Regions from separate parts of the Mus musculus genome. Here region 2 is linked to region 1. Evidence: chromatin contacts called from public HiChIP or PLAC-seq data. All regions are on one chromosome and are shown on one strand. Each heading gives the region's core, a stretch centred on a gene start, on an enhancer-like site or on the middle of the called end of the contact. The rest is flanking DNA. Distances are from core to core; before and after follow the strand shown. Region 1 holds the start of Cyp1a2 (cytochrome P450, family 1, subfamily a, polypeptide 2). Region 2 has its middle 13 kb from the start of Cyp11a1.

The links. HiChIP or PLAC-seq counts read pairs in DNA pulled down with a chosen protein or histone mark.
Region 2: a contact with region 1 is called in an H3K27ac HiChIP or PLAC-seq map of embryonic stem cells, with 2.4 times the contacts expected there. The contact joins the enhancer-like site here to the promoter of Cyp1a2 in region 1. A contact is called at or near these places in 15 of 39 promoter capture datasets (the 3T3-L1 cell line, the C10 cell line, the HPC-7 cell line and 8 more), 2 of 15 datasets of contacts at CTCF or cohesin (embryonic stem cells and stem cell-derived epiblast-like cells), 11 of 484 Hi-C or Micro-C datasets (CD8 T cells, the HPC-7 cell line, bone marrow-derived dendritic cells and 5 more), 6 of 115 datasets of contacts at active chromatin or transcription factors (a colorectal cancer cell line, embryonic stem cells and stem cell-derived neural progenitor cells) and 2 of 9 other capture datasets (adipose tissue and embryonic stem cells).

What each region holds. Positions count from the first base shown.
Region 1 is chr9:57,679,009-57,685,117 of GRCm38.p6, reverse strand. Cyp1a2 (cytochrome P450, family 1, subfamily a, polypeptide 2) reads left to right here and starts at 1,463. Exons shown (of 7, transcript NM_009993.3): 1 at 1,463-1,513; 2 at 2,581-3,416; 3 at 4,007-4,124; 4 at 4,779-4,868; 5 at 5,148-5,271; 6 at 6,045-6,109. The coding sequence starts at 2,589.
Region 2 is chr9:57,999,553-58,005,083 of GRCm38.p6, reverse strand. It overlaps a transcript of Cyp11a1 not described here. Among named protein-coding and RNA genes, the nearest start is that of Cyp11a1, 13 kb to the left of the region's middle. Within about 2 kb of position 1,718, at least 6 of the 459 cell types and tissues checked have an H3K27ac peak or open chromatin away from gene starts, as enhancers often do. A contact at or near this core is called in embryonic stem cells, where this site is marked.

The DNA.
Region 1 (6,109 bases), core at 214-2,713:
TAGTGTTTGGGTTTTTTTTGATTTTGTTTGTTTGGTTGTTGTTTGGTTGTTGTTGTTCTTTTCAAGACAGAGTTTCTCTGTGTAGCCCTGGCTGTCCTGGAACTCACTCTGTAGACCAGGCTGGCCTTGAACTCAGAAATCTGCCTGCCTCTGCCTCCCAAGCGCTGGGTGTTTTGACTGCACATATGTCTGTGTGAGGGTGTCAGGTCCCCTGGAACGGGAATTACAGACCATTGTGAGTTGGCATGTGGGTGGTGGGAATTGAACCCTCTGGAATAGCAGTCAGTGCTCTTTACCTCTCTCTCCGGCCCCCATGAGTTGTCTTTGTTGTCTTTTAATTCCTTACCATCTTCCACAGGAGGGAGAGTGCAGAGAGAGCCTCCCTTTAGAATACAAAATTCTAAAGAAAATAAAAGTTGGGAGAGGAGTTAAGACCTAATTCAGTGGTAGAGTCCTCACCAAGTATGTTTGTGGATGTAGGTTCAGGTATGCGCTCGCGCGCGTGCGCGCACGCGCGCACACACACACACACACACACACACACATGGGTGTGGGGTGTGATGAGGTAGCTACAACATACATGTCATGGTTAATCTCCAGTGTCATCTTGATGGGATTTAGGATCACCTAGAAGGTGGTCCTCAGGGCATACCTTTCCTGAAAGGTAACTAAGGAGGGAAAGCCCAGCCTGAGTGTGGGCTATACCATACCTAGGCTGCAGTCCCTGGTTAATAACAACAACAAAAGACTCTAGAACTAGCAGTCCTCTCTCTCTCTCTCTCTCTCTCTCTGTGTGTGTGTGTGTGTGTGTGTGTGTGTGTGTGTGTGTGTCTTTCCTGACTGCAGATGCCATGTGACCAGCCACTTCACATTCCTGCTGTTGCAACTCCTCTGCCACAATGGACTATACCCCAAAAGCATGAGCCAAAATAGTTCTTCCTTCCTCCCTCCCTTTCTTCCTCCCTTCTTCCTCCCTTCCTTCCTTCCTCCTTCCCTCCCTTCCTTCCTTCCCTTCCTTTTGTCAGGTAGATTGTTAATTCCAGAAAAGTCACGAGTACAATGCACCTCCCTATCTGCCTCCGTGGAGAGCATGAGCTGCCCTGGTTGGCCTGGGGGCTAGGCCCGTCCATTCTCATGGGTGGAGAAGAGGTTATATCTGTTCATCCACCTAATTTTTACACCCTGAACCCTGCCCTGTCTTTGAAAGAAGTGTATTCTTTCAAAGACATATACCTTGGCCCCTAAAATGTCATACTTTTTTATCTCCATGAATATTTATCTCCATGGACCCCAAGCCACTTCTGACCCCAAGTGAAAGGTGGAACTGAGGAGCCATGGCTTGAAGCCAAGAATTGATCCTTTCAGCTTTGTGCAGCATCCAGCTATGATATCAAGTGACCCGGGCACCTGGGCCAGTCCAGAGTGGGTGGTGTTATAAAAGGCCCCTCGTCGGAACCCAGAAGTCCTGGACTGACTCCCACAACTCTGCCAGTCTCCAGCCCCTGCCCTTCAGGTACGTCTGTGTGTCTTTCCAGATCATGAGACCTGCTGCTATTTCCTAAATGCTATTATGATGGAGAAACGGGGACCCTGTGGGAAGTGAAGGAAATCTGAGAGGTCTAAGGTTTTGCTTCTTAATTCTCAGCCCTGGACCTTTGCACCTCCGTGTGTGTGTTTATATGTATGTGTGTGTGTGTGTGTATCTCTGTCTGTCTTTCTGTCTTTCTGTCTGTCTGTCTGAACACCACAGCTTATGTGTGGAGCTCAGAGACAACTTTCAGGAATCAGTTCTTTCTTTCCACCACATCAATTCCAGGGATCAAACTCAAGTCATCAGGCTTTCAGCAAGTGCTTTTACCACTGAGCCATCTCACTAGCCCATTACCTTTAATTAAACAGTTTCAACCAGGCTTTTTCTGAGGACAGTTGCCTGGAGTAAAGAGGTAGGGAAAGAATTCCCACCTGGCATTGGACAGCCCCAGACCTAACTGTAGCCCACTTCAGCCTCTAAGCATGGAAGTAAATGAAGACTCACTTTTGGAGGAGGAATCTCTGCTGGGTGTTGTTAGAGTGTTATAGAGAAAGGAGGATATCACAGGTCATTGATATCATCCCAGGAACAGTGGCTTTCTGTCGCTTGGGCAAGGAGGCATCTTCTGTTCCTTGGGTATGTGGAGGGTACCACCAATGTGTTGGACCCTCTGGCAGAAAGTGGTACAAACACTCTGTTACTGTGGCTGTTGAGGAGCTGCTTTTAGCATCATGGTTTTGGAGTGGTCACTTGCATCCATGCCAGTCTGAGAATTGGAAACGAGAGAGGTAGACAAAACAGCCTGGGATGGAAATCAAGACACTAAAGTTGTAAATGCAAGGCTCCTTCCCAGCCCTTGGCTTTTGGGATGGGGTAAGGGCAAATCCCTGAAAGAACAAGACACAGGACAGGTATATTCACGTTTCTGATGTGTGGCTGAAAGCCAAGCACAGGATGTATGTCAGCACCTACTGAATGAGTGAATGAAAGGATAAACGGAAGGCTCAGAATCCATCCCCAACCACTCCATCTTTCCATTTCCCCTGCAGTGGTACAGATGGCGTTCTCCCAGTACATCTCCTTAGCCCCAGAGCTGCTACTGGCCACTGCCATCTTCTGTTTAGTGTTCTGGATGGTCAGAGCCTCAAGGACCCAGGTTCCCAAAGGCCTGAAGAATCCACCCGGACCCTGGGGCTTGCCCTTCATTGGGCACATGCTGACTGTGGGGAAGAACCCACACCTGTCACTGACACGGCTGAGTCAGCAGTATGGGGACGTGCTGCAGATCCGCATCGGCTCCACTCCTGTGGTGGTGCTGAGCGGCCTGAACACCATCAAGCAGGCCCTGGTGAGGCAGGGAGATGACTTCAAGGGCCGACCAGACCTCTACAGCTTCACACTTATCACTAACGGCAAGAGCATGACTTTCAACCCAGACTCTGGACCCGTGTGGGCTGCCCGCCGGCGCCTGGCCCAGGATGCCCTGAAGAGCTTCTCCATAGCCTCGGACCCGACGTCAGCATCCTCTTGCTATTTGGAGGAGCACGTGAGCAAGGAGGCTAACCATCTCGTCAGCAAGCTTCAGAAGGCGATGGCAGAGGTTGGCCACTTCGAACCAGTCAGCCAGGTGGTGGAATCGGTGGCTAACGTCATTGGTGCCATGTGCTTTGGGAAGAACTTCCCCCGGAAGAGCGAGGAGATGCTGAACATCGTGAATAACAGCAAGGACTTTGTGGAGAATGTCACCTCAGGGAATGCAGTGGACTTCTTCCCGGTCCTGCGCTACCTGCCCAACCCGGCCCTCAAGAGGTTTAAGACCTTCAATGATAACTTCGTGCTGTTTCTGCAGAAAACTGTCCAGGAGCACTACCAAGACTTCAACAAGGTGAGTCTGGGAGGCAGGCTGTAACCCACATCACCGCCAGAGAAATGCCCTCTGGAGTCCTTCTCCCAGGTACTCAGAGTGCCGTGTGCAGCGGAGAGTGCCGTGTGCAGCGGAGACCTTGGGAAGCTCTGGGCCCTTAGCAACTATGACCTTCCCTTCTTCCTTACAGCTCGCCTCTGGGGACTGTTCCAAACCCCAAAAGTGGAGGCATGTGATGGAGCCTTGGCGAGCTTTGCAATGGGGGTGGGGGTGGGGTTCACTAAGTTAAAGGCAATTTATTGTTCTGCAGGAAAATGAACCCTACAGAGGCTACGTAAGCTCCAGCTTCGTGTCACTTTTCTTCCCTGTGTTCACCCTACCTCTTCCTCCTCTGAAACCTGAGCCCTGGGGTTATGGGAAAGAAGGGTCAGGGGTACATGAAATGACTACACTCTATTTAGGGCTGATGCTAGTTCAAAAATCTGAGCTCTAGCCCAGGGCCTGGAGACCAAGGCAGTTCCCAGGCCCCCGGGACATATCAAATGGGATGGGTAAGGTTGGGCATTTGGCCCTGGAAGTGCCAAAGTTACCCTGAACTTATGTCCTCCTAGAACAGTATCCAAGACATCACAAGTGCCCTGTTCAAGCACAGCGAGAACTACAAAGACAATGGCGGTCTCATCCCCGAGGAGAAGATTGTCAACATTGTCAATGACATCTTTGGAGCTGGTAGGAGCCACCTTTCTGCCCCTCCATCCACCAATTGCTATTCACCCATATACAACCTCATCAACCACATCAGGTGACACACAACAGACTCCTGCCCTAAGATCAAGGTGTGACCTCATGCTGTGCCACCAACTCCTAGAAGTAACTCAACTAAGTCCCTCTCCTTTGGAGGTCTGGGTTTACCCACAGGGAAAGAGTAAGAGTTCTATAACTACAAGTCCAGACTTATAATCCCAGCTGCTGACTAGAAGCAAGTGTCTATTGGGTTTTGTTTGTTTTGGTTTCTGATTTGGTTGGTTTTGACTTATTACATTTGAGACTAGGTTTCACCTCTAAATCCCAGGCTGGCCTCAAACTTACGACAGTTCTCCTGCCTCTGACTCTGTAGTGTTGGGATTCTAGATATAAGCCATCATGCTCAGCTTTTAAGATTCTGCTGAGGACTCACTCAGTCCTTCCCTCAGGGTAGACAGGATGGGAGCCAGAGAGAGAGAGACAGAGAGACAGAGACAGAGAGAGACAGAGAGACAGAGAGACAGAGACAGAGACACTTATGCTAGTGCTTGCTTGGTAAAAACAAACAAACAAAAAAACCCAAAGAGTTTTCCTTCTGTCCATTTTCTCTTCCCCTTCACCCTCCCCCCTGCTGCCCAGGCTTTGACACAGTCACCACAGCCATCACCTGGAGCATTTTGCTACTTGTGACATGGCCTAACGTGCAGAGGAAGATCCATGAGGAGCTGGGTACGTACTGTTCCCAACCCTAGAGTCAGAGAAGCCTTGAAGCTCTGGGTCACTTGACCCACAAATACATAAATACATGTTTATGTGCCCACTATGAGTAAGCCCTAGGCATATGGCATGCCCCACTTATCCAAATGCATTGTTGGGTCGGGGGGGACTGTGGGGAGTCTCAGAAACGCGAGTAAACAGTACAACATAGACAGAGTGATATTAGTACAACAGGGACCCAAGTGCATGCAGCAGACAGAACATCCCATGAGGTCTGCTCGTGCTTTACAGACACGGTGGTTGGCAGGGATCGGCAACCACGGCTTTCTGACCGTCCCCAGCTGCCATATCTAGAGGCCTTCATCCTGGAGATCTACCGATACACATCCTTTGTCCCCTTCACCATCCCCCACAGGTAATGACCCTGTTCTGTGCCCCTCAAGTTTTCATACTTCCCTCTACCCAACTTCCCAGCTCTGGCCCCAAATCAGGATCCATCTCATTCCTGAAGTGTGTCCTTAGCTCCTGATCTCAGTTTCTGGTCTAACCCATCCAGTCCAGTCCCCCCATGGCCCCAGCTGTCACTCACTCACCTCCACTTGTATTTACTCCCTATGGACATCTTCTTCAGCCAGGCCCTCCTCACTGTCCCTCACAAGGGTAATCCAGCCACCTGCCAACTTGGCTTAAGCTTGACCTTCTGCCCGGAAAGACTTCTAACCAATTATCTGCCTCCCAAATTCTACTCTAGCCCAATACCAGTCCTGACTCGTGTACTCTTCCATGTGAGCTCCTTTGGGCTCACTAATCCTCTGAGGATTTGTAGAACTTTCAGGCCCATGTTCCCTGATTGTAAGAGCAAACATTTAGCTCAGCTCACACTCAAGTCTAGTTGTTTCTTATACAAAAGGCTGCAGATTCTTCGGGGCAAGCCCCACCCCTGATTTCTTAGGTTCAGACTGCCCCAGTGCACCTCTGAGCACAAAGACGGTCTACTAAACAAATGTCCAAGAGCAGGATCCCAAAAAAGGAAAGGCAATTGCCCCATATTCCATGACCCTCACATATCTCCCAGTACTGGGTTTGGAGACCGTGATAGTCAGACACTGGGATGAAGTGGAGAAAGGAACAAGCCATATCTCAGCTTTTTCAAGCCCTGAGCTGGACATAGCTGTCTTCTTTCCTCAGCACAACGAGGGACACCTCACTGAATGGCTTCCACATTCCCAAGGAGCGCTGTATCTACATAAACC
Region 2 (5,531 bases), core at 469-2,968, 320 kb before region 1:
TTCCTTCTCTATTTATGGAAAAATTGACACACACACACACACACACACACACACACACCGACGGGACTATTAAGAAAGTAGTTTTATTGGTTGGGATAAGATTTGAATAGATAAAGAGAAAATCCAAGTCCCAAGCTTACAGAAGATTGAAGTATACTGCCTCTTGCATAAAAGAAGTCCCAAGGCAACCCAGAGCTGGTGGTGAGTCCCCAAAGCCCAGCCGCCATCATCCGGCTTGCAACACTGTCTGCATCTCCAAGGCCATCCCACAATCCACAATGCTTCCTGATCCATCTCTATGCTATTGACCAGAAAGAAGAGAAAGCTATAAAAAGGGTCAGCCTGGGCTACTACAAAATGAGAAGAGTGGGGTTGGGGCGGGGGGGGGGGGGGAGGAAGGAAAAGAGGGAGGGGGAAGGGAGGATAGGAGAGGGGACTGGGGGAGAGGGGGGAGGGAAGGAAGATGAAGAAGGCAAAAGGGACCCTTCCCACACCTCTAGCTACCTGTTCTGAAGCCCTCACACAAGATCAGGCATCTCATTGGCCACAACTTAACCACGTGACACCACCTAGCTACGCAGAGCCAAGAAAGAGTGGTGACTCTAAGAGTCTACCTGGTGCTGGTGCGCCAGGTAGACTGCTGGGCTTCAGTAAGTTAGGAAAGGCTGGAAGCAAAGAGCACGTGCTTGACCTCATGCCGATTCACCAGAATTAAGCTGATGATCGGACAGTCCAGCGTTTGGGCTACCATTCTAGCACTCCAGAACATATGGGGACAGAAACCTATCTGGAAGCCAGGGGTCCCCAGCAAGTATCCCAGCGGCTGAGTAGGTAACCTTTTCATTTCTGTGGTAGACATTCTGTTGGTCCTTCTCTCTTGTGAGGCGCCACTTCTATAGAGAGACTCCAATATCACAAAAGTGAGGCCCACGTTACTCTCCTCCCAAGAGGGGACTACTGTAATTGCATGTGAAAAGGCATGGCTGGGTCAGTCATGGGTCCTTCCAGAACGTTGGCTTTGGTTTTGTGGCAGGGCCTCCATCCCAGACTAGTTTTGAACTTGTGCACCCAAGGATGACCTTCAACTCCTGATCCTCTCTGCTACCACCCGAGGGTCAGGACTGACTGGTTTATTCAGCGCTGGGGATGGAACTCAGGGCTGTATGCATGCTAGGCAAGCACTCTCCCAACTGAGCTCCATCGCTGGCACCCCTTTCAGAAATTTCTTAAGCTCTTGCTCTTGGGTAGGAAGCTGATGGAGAAAATGAAGCCAGAGATAGAAGCGCGGGGTGGGGGGTGGGGGAATCTATATGGAGCCCCATTTGTCACTATCAGGACTCTCATTCTTATCCCGTGGCTCGCAGAGACCTAGCTGCACCCCTGGCTCAACTCTACCTAGGCTCCTTTCACTACTCCCAGTGCCTGCCTTCCCCTTTCTGCCGGGGTGGAGCTCCTGTTTTATAACTCTTTTAAATCATAGATTTGTGTCAGAATTCTTTGTGGGGCACTTGGCAGAAATCCAGCTGAAACTGGTTAAAACAAAAATACCATATACATAAAATGAATTTGAAAAGTTCAAGGTCAGGAGCTAGCATGCCAGAGGAAGTCGCTGGCCCCCCACCTCCCATTCTTTCTTTTGTGTTGGCTGCTGTCTCCTGCAGTCAACTGTGCACAGCCAGGAAGAAGGCCAGGGATTTACCTGACCCCAAGGTCCTGGAAACTCCTGCAGCAAAGACAGAGAAGGGCCACCCTCTCTCTTGTCCATGATCTCCCTGAAGAACTGATTGGCCAGTTTTTGTCCAATCACAGTGGACAGGATTCTGGCACCTGACTATTGCAGGCAAGCACAGACCCTGCAGTCAGGGCCAGACAGAACCCTGTGGCTGATGGAGCCTTGGGAACACTATAAGGAAAAGAAAAGGGTGTCCTTCCAATGTATAAAAGTGCCGAGCAGACTGCAGACATAATCACATAGGGGGCATTGGGACCAGATGGACTTGGGTTCAAGTCTTAGTTCGACCACTGAGTAATTGTGTGGACTTGGGGAACTCACTTGGAGCCAAGTGAGAATGAAGGCTTTCATCTCCAAAAAATGGAAATAATCACAACCTGCCTGTCAAGGTTGTGACGAACACTTACCAGGACAATAGAGTGTTTGGGAAGGCCTCAAATTCTCAACATCGCACAAGTAACCTCACTGAGCTAAAGGCTGTCCACTGTGGTTTGGGGTTAATGTTTGGACACCACGGTGAAAGCTGTGTGTCCCAGGACTGGAAAGGGGCCTCAGTGGTTAAGAGTGCAGCCTGCTCTTACAGAGAGCCAGAGTTCTGTGCCCAGCACCCATGCCCAGCAGCTCACAACTCCAGCTCCAGGGGATCCAGTGCCTTCTTCTGGCCTTCCTGAGCACCTGCACTCACGGACACAACCCACTCATACAACACACATAATTAAAGATAAAATAAATCTTAGGGGGCAAATGTGTTTGCTTTCATGGGTCCAGCTCCAGGCATTTTTTTTCACTAAGTCACACATCAGCTCCCCTCCCCACCCCACCCTGCAACACCCCCCATAGATGTTTGACAAGAAACCAGCCTTGGAGATGCATGGCTTTACTAATCAGGGTGTGACTACTTAACCCTTTATATCATTATTACCACTCAGTCTCTCTCTCTCTCTCTCTCTCTCTCTCTCTCTCTCTCTCTCTCTCTCTCTGTGTGTGTGTGTGTGTGTGTGTGTGTAGTATGTTTATATACACGTGTATGCAGGTATGTCTACCTATGCAGGCACATGTGGAGAGCAGAGGCTAACATCCAGATGTATTCTTCAAATGCATCTCCAGTTTGGTTTGTTTGTTTTGAGGCAGGCTCTCTCAATGAACCTGCAACTGGCTGTTTTGGATTGGCCACCAAGCCGCTGCAGGTTTTCACCCCTCCACACTTGGGTTATAGATGTATACCACCATGCCTGCCTTGTTCCTTTTTACGTAGGTGCTGGGGATTTGAACTCGGGTCCCTATGCTTGCTTACCCGATGAGCCATCTCCCCAGCCGGTCACACTCAGTCCCTTTTGCTTCCCTGTCTGTCTATCTATATCCAATCTCTCTATCTAGCTACTTCCGTCTCTCTCCTCTGCTTGTTCTCTTCCTTTTGCTTCACCTTGGGAAGGTGTGCCTATTAGCTCCTGCCAGTTTGGCACACACTGAGTCACTTGGGAATAGGGAAGGTCAATTAAGGAATTTCCTCCATCACGTTGACTTGCGGATATGTCTATGGTGACATTTTCTTGATTAATGATTGCTAAAGGAGGACCCAGTCCACCATGGGCAGTGCCACCCCTGGGCAGGTGGTTCTAATTTGAATAAAAAGCACGATGAGCCAGTCTTGGGGAGCAAGCCCATAAACAGCCTTCCTCCAAGGCCTCCTCAGGTCCTGCCTCCAGGTTCTTGCCTTGAGCTCCATCCCTGACTTCACTCCATGACGGACTCTAACCTGTAAGTATATGTACTGGTTGGTTTTGTGTGTCAACTTGACACAGGCTGAAGTTATCACAGAGAAAGGAGCTTCAGTTGGGAAATGCCTTCATGAGATCCAGCTGTGGGGTATTTTCTCAATTAGTGATCAAGGGGGGAGGGCCCATTGTGGGTTGGTGCCATCTCCGGGCTGGTAGTCTTGGGTTCCATAAGAAAGCAAGCTAAGCAAGCCAGGGGAAGCAAGCCAGTAAGGAACATCCTTCCATGGCCCTGCATCAGCTCCTGCTTCCTGACCTTCTTAAGTTCCAGTCTTGACTTCCTTTGGTGATGAACAGCAATGTGGAAAGTGTAAGCTGAATAAACCCTTTCCTCCCCAACTTGCTTCTTGGTCATGATGTTGGTGCAGGAATAGAAACCTTAACTAAAACAGTATAATAAATGCGTTCTTCCCCAAGTTGCTTTTGGTCATGGTGTTCATCACGTCAGTAGGAAGCAAACTAAGACAGACTGTCCTGTGGCCCCTGGAGGGTAGAGAGCATTTCCTGAGAAAGGAATGAAGCACTGCCTTCCTGCCCAGGCAGGGGCTTGTGACAACTGACTGGTCCCTGTCCTAAAAGAAAAGCCAGGAGCCTCACTCTTCTGCTTCTCCATTTTTTCTGCTTGTTTCTGCTTCTTCTCTGTCTTCTGACATGGGGTGCAGATCACCAAGGATGGGCTCAAACTCCTAGCTCGTGCAATCCTGCCTTAGTCCCGTAAGTACCTGGGGCTCCCATGAGTACCGTAAGCCTTTCCCTCTCTTTTTTTGCTCTGGTAGGGACCAAACCTGGGACCCTGCTCATGCTAAGAAAGTTCTCTACACTGAGCTATTTCTCCAGCCTTTGGACATTTTTTTTGATGGATTTTGATCTACTCTGTCCAGAAAAACTGAAATGAAAGGGAACCGAATACAGTTGTCAGAAACTTTTGGATAGGTGAGGCTTTGGGGGTTGATGGAGGAGAGATGACTGAGACCGTGAAAGTCAAAGGAGTTTACTTGAGGTCTCAGGAATGGCAGTTTGGGAAGCACAGACTCAAATTTCTGAATCACTGATCCAAGGAAGTCAGGAGATGGCAATTCATTACACAGTAACAATGAGACTCTTTGAGGGACGCAACTTCTGTTGGAGTTGAGAACAAGTGTGTGACAGAGGCACTGTGGAAGCTAAAGCTAAAGGATGGGATGAAGGCACATGGTGAAAAAGTCCACAGAGTAAGGGGTAACAATCCTTTGACATGTACCAAGTCCCCAAGACAGCTGCAGGCAAAGGTTGACCAGTCTCTCTCTCTCTCTCTCTCTCTCTCTCTCTCTCTCTCTCTCTCTCTCTCTCTCTCTGTCCCTCCCTCCCTCCCTCCCTCCCTGCCCCTCCACACACACAATCTGCCTGTGACAGTAGCGGGATGGTCCTCACTGCCGCCCAACACCAGCTGAGTTCTTTATTCCTGATATTCACCCAAAGCACACACCGGAGCACATTCCTAGCTAGGAACCCTGAAAGCGGCCTTTCTGAAGACCAACCCTAGTAGGGCCTCACCCACTGCAGCCTATGAGAACTTCCCCACCTGAATTTTCCAAGGATTGACCTACAGCCTAAGCCCTGGTCTCCATTCACCTGCCCTGTACAGCACCTCTTTGCTCTCCAGCTGAAGAGGTGAATAGCCATCACAGCCCACTGCCGCCAGGGTGCAGAGAGGACACTCTGCCTGTACCTCTGGGTCCCTGCCAGCACCACCCTGTGTCCCTCACAACAGCTCTCCCTCCCCTTTCCACCCCAGACACTGGTGCCCAGCACCCCTGTAAGCCTGGGCACTGGGGCTCTAGACCACTTCCCTCCCCATCAAGGTGTGAGATAAAAGACGAAAATTTGCTCCACAGTTGGTTGTTGTTGTTTTTTAAAGAATAGCTATATTTTTTCTTTTGAAACCACACAGCTAGAAGGAGCAGTTTTGTAATTGAGACTTCTCAAAGAGAGAGAAACCCAGCCCACACATTCTTCCAAATGCAATGAAGCTTTTATGGATACTA